Regions from separate parts of the Mus musculus genome. Here region 1 is linked to region 2. The links are chromatin contacts, called in public HiChIP or PLAC-seq maps. All regions are on one chromosome and are shown on one strand. The core of a region is the stretch at or near the end of the contact, and the rest is flanking DNA. Distances in the headings are between cores, read along the strand shown.

Region 1 (4,350 bases), core at 1,455-3,954, 74 kb before region 2:
TGTATGGTATAAGATGGCTACCAGAAATCTCAATTTTATAACCAACTATATTTATTAGTCTCCAAGTAGAAACAGCCTTGTTTCCCAATAATTCAACTAGCAAGTTCTAGGATCTAGGAACAACTTTCACTGAACTAATTGAACACACACAGAGAGACACAAACACAAACAAGAAGACACACACACAAACATACACACATAGAAAGACACACACATAGTACATGTATAAATATATACACAGGCACACACACACACCAATACACATACAGGCGCGCGCGCGCACACACACACACACACACACACACACACACACGGATCTAAGCCATGTATGGAACCCTGGAGACAGGATAACCCTGTTGTCATTGTAACTTCATGAATTGAGAATAAACAAACAGGGGTGGGCATCCAAAAAGAAAACAGAAAATAGAGATTGTCTAACCCAATACAGGCAAACTAGGTGAAAACCACACAGGTGTATTGTATTATTCCATATTCTTAATGAACTCAAGCTAAACAGTAAAATGATGACTGCTCAGCCTTGTTTCTTCCACACAGATAAGTAGTTTAAGGACAAAGATTTAATTATATCTCCCAATCACATTAAGTGGATAATAAGACCAAGAGGCTATAGACATCACAGGAAGGGCTTGCAACAATCTAAGGAGTAAATGGATCTCTGGATTTGATCTCAAAGACTCTTGAGCTGTGCCCACAATGGCCTGAATCACAAAACTTTTTCCCAAATCCTCTGGTAGCATAGTGCATAGACTAAGAGTACAAATCCTGACATTGCCTGCAACTGTTGGGTACTCTGACTTCCTTATGGGGTTAGCTAGTCTCTGCCAAGTTACCCAGTCTGTCTCTTAGCTTCCTCATTGGTAAATGAAGATAATAGAACTACCTGGTAGGAAGAGTAAATGAGTCATCATATGGGAAACACTTGCAACAGTGCTTGGGGCAGCATGAGAGCTATACAGTGCCAACCATTTATCACTTGGGAAGATGAGTATTGTGCCAGGGCCTTTGAAGCCTGAGTAAGAAGCTCTGGCATTGGCAAGCAAAAGCACATGACCTTGGCAAAATTGCTTAATTTCTCTGGGACTATTTCATTTCTTTCTGTATGATAGGAAGGCAATTATATCTTTCTGCTTACCTCACAGGGCTGTCATAAACACCAGAGAGGTAATGGATGCGGGATTATTTCAGACATTCAAAGTCTATTATGAATAAGGAACCTTACTAGTGTTATTTCCGTTTGGATTGTTTGACTTGTATATAATTGGGGCAGTTTTACACCTTACTCTTTAACACAGAGAATCATGAGGAAGGGAGCTGGGTGGTGATTGGTGGTGCACACTTCTGATCCCAGCACTGAGTAGCAGAGACAGGGGGCTCTTTGAGTTTGAAACCCACTTGGGCTACAGTGAAAGGATGGCCAAGGCTATACAAAAAAACTTTGTCTCAAAACAAAACAAAACAAAACTCATGGGGACAGAAAATATAAAATGATGATGGATTGGCCAACCAAACCCAGTTCAAAAGTCATGGGAACTGTTTCATGATTTGAAGAAATACCCAGAACTCCCATGGATTAAAATGGATTACAATGGGAAAGGTAATAAATGGAGGCAAAGATATCTTGATTCACTGTATTCTACCCATGATGGGCTCTGACTACTCACAAGCCAGGCTAGGATGAAATCTTATCTCAAGGACTTTGCACTTGGACCTTCCTCCATCAATTTTTGTGCAAATAACTCCATGGCTCATCGACTGTACACACACACTCTCTCTATATATATGATTAAGAGCTGTAGGATCTAGCTTAGTGGTAGAGCTGCTTCCTGGCATTCGTGAAGAGCCAGATTTTATTTTCTAGTACTAAACTAAAACCTGGACCTCGGAGTCTGCGTGTGAATGAAGATCGTCACTTACAAGATGCCCAACTTTGGTTTCCTTGCATGCCAAGGGGGCTTAAAAAAAACAAACAAACATACACTTCACGTTTTGAGTTTATAACCAGCATTACTGTATTATGGGTGGAAACAGCTTTTGATGGTGCACGGTATGTATCGAGCAGCAGTTAATGCTAGGTTGTGACGGTTATGCTTTCTTTCTATAATAAAACCCTTTTATCCTTTTTATTAAAAATTTTCATACAATATATTTTGATCGTGTTTTTCCCTTTCCCAACTCCTCTCAGATTCTCCCAACCCATTCAACTGTACATTCTTCTCTCTTAAAAAAGAAAGAAAGAAAGAAAGAAAGAAAGAAAGAAAGAAAGAAAGAAAGGAAGGAAGGAAGGACGCTGGGCAGTGGTGGCATAAGCCTTTAATCCCAGCACTTGGGAGGTAGAGGTAGGCGGATTTCTGAGTTCGAGGCCGGCCTGGTCTACACAGTGAGTTCCAGGACAGCCAGGATTAGAGAAACCCTGTCTTGAAAAAACAAAACACCAAACCAAACCAAACCCCACCATCACCACCAATCTACAAAAACGAAAATCAAGACCAACAGGCAAATGACAAATATGACAAACAATGTCCAAAACAAAACAAAACGTCCACAAAAATACCACTGAGTTTGTTTTGTGTTGGCCAACTTCTCATGTAGCAAAAACTGTACATCCGCAAACTGCACGACTGACAATCAGGAAGAGCACGCATGCTCGGCCCGCCTCTTCCGCCCACATGACCCACACATCCTGGCTTTCCAACATGGCGGCGCCCAGCGGCACTAACTACACGTGAGGAAAAGCAGGCACCGGAGCATTGGAGAGTACCGCGTGGGAGTAACTTTCTCCTCCGCAGTGCCCGCGGATCCCTTCCTGTCGTCCTGAGACCCTCGCGGGCCGCTGTCCCGCCGCAGCCATGAAGCCAAAGCCACTTTCGCACAAGACCGAGAACACATACCGGGTGAGCGCGGGAGTTTGGGCCCGGAGCCGCGGTTCGCCCTGCCTCTGCCTGACCAGCTGATCGCCTTAACCCCAGGGCCTGCAAGTCCGGGCAGAGCCGGAATCGCTTGCCCGGGGCTCTGGCGAAAATGGGAGACTATGCCAGTATAAAAAAAAAAAAAAAACATTAGTTCGCAGGGGAGTGAGGAAACTTGAATTCCAGAGTCCGCCTTTTAGCGGTGAGATCTGGCCTGTCTGGGCAACTCCCTTCACTCCAGGCTCAAATTGATTGGCCCAGGGGATCGTCTGCAACCGAGTCCCCCTTCTAACTTTAAAGACTGAACAGAGGAGGGTAGAGCGAGCTGGCAAGTGGCGAATGACTTCTGCTGGCTACTGTTGTACTTTATAATGCCTTTCCAAGCCCTTTTGTAACTGAGTCTGTCTGTTTTTAAAAAATATACCTGTTCCCACAACTTAGCGAGATCCCTGTGCTTTCGGTGTGGTGTGAAAGCGTTCGTCCAGGTTCCAGTCTGTGTGGAAATTGTATTTGATAAAACATAATGTAGGAGGTAGATCGGTTGGTGGAGTGTTTGAATAACATTCAGGGAGCCCTAGGTTGGATCCCCATTAAAAACAACAACAGTTACAACAAAAACAGGTGTGATGGCTAAATGCCTGTTACCCCAGACCTGGGGATGTAGAAGCAAGAGGGTCTGAACTTAAATTTTAAGGTCATCGTTGGCTACATAGCCTGTTCCAAGGGTACTTAAGTTAAAAGAAAAAAGAAATACAGATGAAGTAAGTTATGCAAAAAGTACAAGTATTTATTATCTTCAAGTAGTAACTGCTTTTGTTTAGAGTTCTTACATTTACCTTTTGTGTTTCATAAGTAATAGCTGCTCTTATTTTAAAAAGTTACATATTTTATGACCAATAGAAACCACGGGTCTGAAATGATACGCTAAGGGTACTGTTGTTTGTGGTGATGGTCCAGAGGTTGCTCACTGAAGCTCTAAAACGTTCTGTGTTCAGAATTTGATGTGATTATGGTGTAGTTTTACTCCAGCAGATATCAAAACCTGATAAGCATTGAATGCTAATATGTCTTAAATATGCTTTTTCTCTGCAGTTTCTTACATTTGCAGAGAGACTGGGGAATGTGAACATTGATATTATTCACCGTATCGACAGAACTGCAAGCTATGACGAGGTAAGAGGGAGTTTTAAATTTCTCTCACCAATGTAAGTAAGCTGTTTTTCAAGCCATTTGTAATGTACATGCAGTGATTTAGACCTGTGTTGTCTAATTAAAAAACCACACACAGCAAATATGTTCATTCACTTTAAACCTAAATCCCTCAATAGCTATATGCAGCTAGCTGGAATCATTCGAGAGGAGTACCATACCAGATGGTGCATGTTCATCCTGGCCTTGTTCAGTCGGATGATGCCGTGTTGAA
Region 2 (4,777 bases), core at 2,233-4,732:
CCTTTAATCCCAGCACTTAGGAGGCAGAGGCAGGTGGATTTCTGAGTTGGAGGCCAGCCTGGTCTACAGAATGAGTTCCAGGACAGCCAGGGTTACACAGAGAAACCCTGTCTCGAAAGAACAAAAACAAAAAAAAAAAAAAAAAATGAAGCCTGGCAGGCTAGGCGGCTCAGCAAGTAAATGCACTCACTGCCAACCCTGATGATCTAAGTTAGTCCCTGAACCCACATGATGGAAGACAGAACTTCTGCAAGTTGTCCTCCTGCCTCCATGCATGTGCAAACCACACACACACAGTAACTATATATATAAATACATAAAGTTTGAACCAGAAAGTTACTTAAATCTCTCTGTGCCACCACTTTGTCTCTATGCCCTACTGTGTGAGGAAATGAAAAGAACTCAGGCAGGGTTCACAGAGGTGCAGCAGTGTCAACAGAAGCTTAGGGTGTCCACGCTTAGGATTGGGTCATAGGCAGGGCCTGCCCTGAAGGACCAGACCTCAGTGAGTGACATGGAGACAGCAAGGGGCACAGATCTAGGCTTAAGACAGCTTAATCCAGAGTTGGTTGGAAAGGCTGACTTTGTCGGTTTGTCCCTCCTGTGAGTCCTAGACAGCACCTTAGCAGATGGGAATCCTGGAGACGTAGTTCAGTGGTAGACGGTTGACCTAGCAAGCGCAGTGCCCTGTGTCAGCCTCCTGCCTCAAAAGGAAACAAGGGGAGGGGAGGGGAGGGTTCCTGCCTGAACAGACAGGCTCCTTGTAACCAGCTGTGTGCTTTGTTCTTAGGTTTTCCTGAAATACATTCTTGACTATCCCCTTGGTGAGAAATTGAGACCGAACTTGGAATTCATGCTTGCTCAGCTGAAGTAAGCACAGCCATGAACTTATATGGAAGCAGAGGGTGGTTTCTTCTTGGCTTTTAGTGTGGTGACGATCTTGAAGGGACAGCCTGGGCATGGTGGCAGTTTCTCTGTGGCTGCTGCTCTGTTGCTCTTGGCTTCCCTGGTGTTTCTGTGAGATGCTTTTCACTCACTCTGCTCAGTCTACTTAGGAGAATGTTGGAAACCCAACAGCTTCCATCTAAGCCTGCATGGCCCCTTGATGGGGGATGCAATCACTGACATGAAAGAAAGGGAGGAGTGCCCAGTTGTTTAAGAAAGAAGGTGACAAATGAATACATCTTAATTTAAAATAATCACGATATACTGAGTCTACCTAACATTCTTGCCCTAGTTATGAGCACGAGACGGGAAGAGAATCTACTTTGGAAATGATTGCCTATCTGTTTGAGACCTTCCCTCAGGTACGGTTTGCCCATGGGCCCTGGGAGCCTGGCTCTGTGTTGTCAGGCACCCAAGGCACTTCCATTCTCACCGGTGCCTGCTTTCCCGCAGGGACTCCTCCATGAGCACTGCGGGATGTTCTTCATCCCTCTTTGCCTGATGATGGTCAACGATGACTCTGCCATGTGCAAGAGGATGGCATCCATGGCCATCAAGTCCTTACTCAGCAAGGTCGACCGTGAGAAGAAAGACTGGCTCTTTGGGCTAGTCACCTCCTGGTTCGAAGCAAAAAAGGTTAGTGTTGTTTTTGATCGTGGTTCAGTGACATGATTTTAGCTTTGGTGCACAATTTACATCAGAATGCATGCTAGATGCACTGTTGAAACACCCTGTCCCAGAAGGCCTTGGTGGTGTGTGATCATGTGGACAGTATGCTCTTAAACTGGCGCGAAGTACAGAAGCCGTAGAGAGTAACTGTTTGCATATGTTACAGTGCTAACGGAGCACGCCAGCGTGTGAGTGCGTGACATTTCTGCTGCCAGCTTTGTTCTTCAGTTTCTGGAGTGAAGCAATCATTATTCTCCCCTACTTAATACTGTCATTGTCACTGCTGGCCCATCTTCTACTAAGTTCATCTAGGGTTTCATTTATTTCCTTCTCTCTTTTTGAAGAGTATAGTTTCATCCAGTTTTGGTTCAGTTGATGGTCACCCCCTAAGCCCCCATGTGACTTGAACCTTTCCATCCCTAGCCCCCTTTCCTTTCACATGGCATCCTCCCTATCCCTCTCCCTTAACCTCTTCTTTCCCTTCTCGTTGGTCATTTTCTGGTTTCCTGCCATCCACACACCCACTCCCAGGTAAATCCACATATTGAAAGCTAGGATCCACATAGGAGGGCTAGCACGTGGCATTTATCTGTATTGTCTCTGGTGTTGACAATATCTACCTTTCTGTCATCCTGAATACTGTTGTGGTTTTTTTGTTTTGTTTTGTTTTTGGTAGAGATTAAACAGGCAACTAGCTGCCCTGGCCTGTGGTTTATTCGTGGAAAGTGAAGGAGTTGATTTTGAGAGAAGGCTTGGAACTCTTCTTCCTGTGATTGAAAAGGAAATTGATCCTGAAAATTTTAAAGATGTAAGTAATGTGCTAGATAATAAAACTTGGGAAATGTTTCTCAAAGCACTCAGGTTGAGTTAGTATGTATTTAAACATGCATTTTTTGTTGTTGCTGTTGTTAGTAAAAGCAAGAATGCAATCCAGCTGGTAAAGGGAGTATTTCTACAGTCGTGTTTACCCAGCATGCCCCCAACACCACAAACACAAGCAAGAAACAACCTGCTGTCTTGATGCACACCTATAATCCCAGGGGTAGCCTGCTGTGGTGTGCATACCTTTAAATCCAAGCACTTGGGAGCCTGAAGCATAAGTAGGAGTTTGACACCAGCTTGGTATAAACAGTGAGATACTATCTAAAAAGTCAGTGGGGGTGAAGGCAAGTCATCTTCCATGATCTAGGAAGGTCAGAGACCCTCAGCTAGGGCATCTTACCGCACAGGGTATCTCTGACGCCATCCAAACACATTTTTGCTGTCACAGCTGGGAGGTGGGCATGCTGCTGGGGCAGTGCCTTGCTGTGGTTGGGAAGCCTAGTAGAGACCTGCGTGCTAGAGAGACATGCATTGGGTGCTTCCAGGACATTATTAACTGGCATGCATTCTCCATGTGTTTAGATCATAGAGGAGACAGAAGAAAAGGCTGCAGATCGCCTGCTGTTCGGTTTTCTCACACTGATGAGGAAACTCATCAAAGAGTGTAGCATTATTCACTTTACCAAGCCCTCTGAGACGCTGAGTAAAATCTGGAGTAAGTGTTATATTTAATCTAACAACATAGTAGTTGTGATAAAAGTATTGAAAGTACTTGAAATTTGAATAAGAACACTACAGAAAGTAATTTTTTTTAAGTCCATAAGGAAAAAAAACCCTAAAGGGTCCCATCAGATTATTACACTCAAATGTTTCTTTGGGGGGAAAGGGTATTTCTTCGTCACTAACACATTTTATCTTTGAAACAGAGGACATTGAGTTTTGAAAAGGCAAACATGGAAGTGCTTTGTGAGGGCTTCCTTCACACACTCCCCGTGCCTGCACACAGACACCAGCTCTTCCTTCCTCATCCCTTTCCTTCCTGTCTTCTCCCAGCTTTGCTGAGATGAGACCTATACTTAAGAACCCTTCTAAGGGCCCTTGTTAATAAGAAGAAGTAGAGGGAGGGAGAGGGGCTAAGATTGTTTGAGATCTGCACACACGGTGTGTCTCTATCCAGTCTCTTTATGAAGTAGATGTTTTCCATGGTGCCTTAGCTCCCTAGAGACACTAGTGTCCTAGTGTACTCAGCCAGCATGTCATGACAGTACAGCTCAGTAGATGCCCTTTTCACTTGAGGACATTAAATTCCTGTGTACTATATAGAAGTCTCTGAATGCACAGTGTAACCCTGAACTTTAACGTATAAGTTTAGATTAGTCAGTAAATGGATATTCACGTAGAATGCCGCAGTTAACCGACAGTCACATTAGCCTCACAGTTTTACCTGGCAGGAGCAGTGATGGGGAGGCCTTGTAGCCATCCTATTGCTGAAGCACTATGAGTTCTGGGTGGGGTCGGGCTGAGGCCCAGCTCTGACTCTGCATGTGCCCAGCCTCCCGGGAGCATCTCTTTCCTCTGTAGGATAAAGCTGCAGCTCTCATTCTCGGTTGTGGTGGCTGAGGGGTTACCATAGCACACGCTTAGGGAGCGCTCACAAAGAAGTGATCCTTTCTGTCTCCAGTTTCTCGTAGAACTAAGCGTGTATCTGTGTACACGCTTACATTTCTGACCTATACAAGTGGCCTGAGAACCACATCTGATCTCCCTGAGTTCTGAACCTGCCTCCTGTGGCACCAGTTCATAGGGAACGGTGGGACGCGCGCGCACGTGTGTATATGTGTGTGTGTGTGTGTGTGTGTGTGTGTGTGTGTGTGTGTGTGTGTGTATGTGTATTTCATGCATTATAATTATTGTCTCTACCTCTTCTCCCTGGCCTCAGTGACCTGGAAAGCAGGGACCGTCATTTTCCTCTTTAGCTCCTCCGTCCAGGCCCATAAGAGAGGCTCCATGCATGCTTCCCTCCGTTCATGTTCCTGTCCAGGGAGTCAGGAAAGTGTGGGGTGCCTGACCATGCATTCTACTCTTTCAGGTCACGTGCACTCTCACCTCAGACACCCGCACAGCTGGGTGTGGCTCACAGCAGCCCAGATTTTCGGATTGCTCTTTGCCTCTTGCCAACCAGAGGAGCTCATTCAAAAGTGGAAAGGCAAAAAGACCAAAAAGAAGACCTCAGACCCTATAGCAGTCAGGTTCCTAACAAGTGACCTTGGCCAGAAGGTACCTTTTTTTTTTTTTTTTTTTTTTTTTTTTTTTTTTTTTTTTTTTAAAGATAGGCTTGGCA

The links. HiChIP or PLAC-seq counts read pairs in DNA pulled down with a chosen protein or histone mark.
Region 1: a contact with region 2 is called in an H3K4me3 HiChIP or PLAC-seq map of bone marrow-derived macrophages, with 2.2 times the contacts expected there. The contact joins the promoter of Utp20 here to the enhancer-like site in region 2. A contact is called at or near these places in 12 of 39 promoter capture datasets (3T3-L1-derived adipocytes, the HPC-7 cell line, HPC-7-derived erythroid cells and 6 more), 59 of 484 Hi-C or Micro-C datasets (the AML12 cell line, B cells, the C10 cell line and 21 more), 14 of 115 datasets of contacts at active chromatin or transcription factors (the 230-238 cell line, the SCID.adh cell line, bone marrow-derived macrophages and 3 more) and 4 of 9 other capture datasets (adipose tissue, embryonic stem cells, liver and 1 more).

What each region holds. Positions count from the first base shown.
Region 1 is chr10:88,825,168-88,829,517 of GRCm38.p6, reverse strand. It overlaps Utp20 (UTP20 small subunit processome component), which reads left to right and starts at 2,704. Exons shown (of 62, transcript NM_175158.3): 1 at 2,704-2,912; 2 at 4,020-4,100. The coding sequence starts at 2,868.
Region 2 is chr10:88,751,281-88,756,057 of GRCm38.p6, reverse strand. Utp20 (UTP20 small subunit processome component) reads left to right here. Exons shown (of 62, transcript NM_175158.3): 52 at 791-870; 53 at 1,238-1,307; 54 at 1,399-1,581; 55 at 2,291-2,422; 56 at 3,019-3,151; 57 at 4,526-4,713. Among named protein-coding and RNA genes, the nearest start is that of Arl1, 22 kb to the right of the region's middle. Within about 2 kb of position 3,482, at least 6 of the 459 cell types and tissues checked have an H3K27ac peak or open chromatin away from gene starts, as enhancers often do. A contact at or near this core is called in bone marrow-derived macrophages, where this site is marked.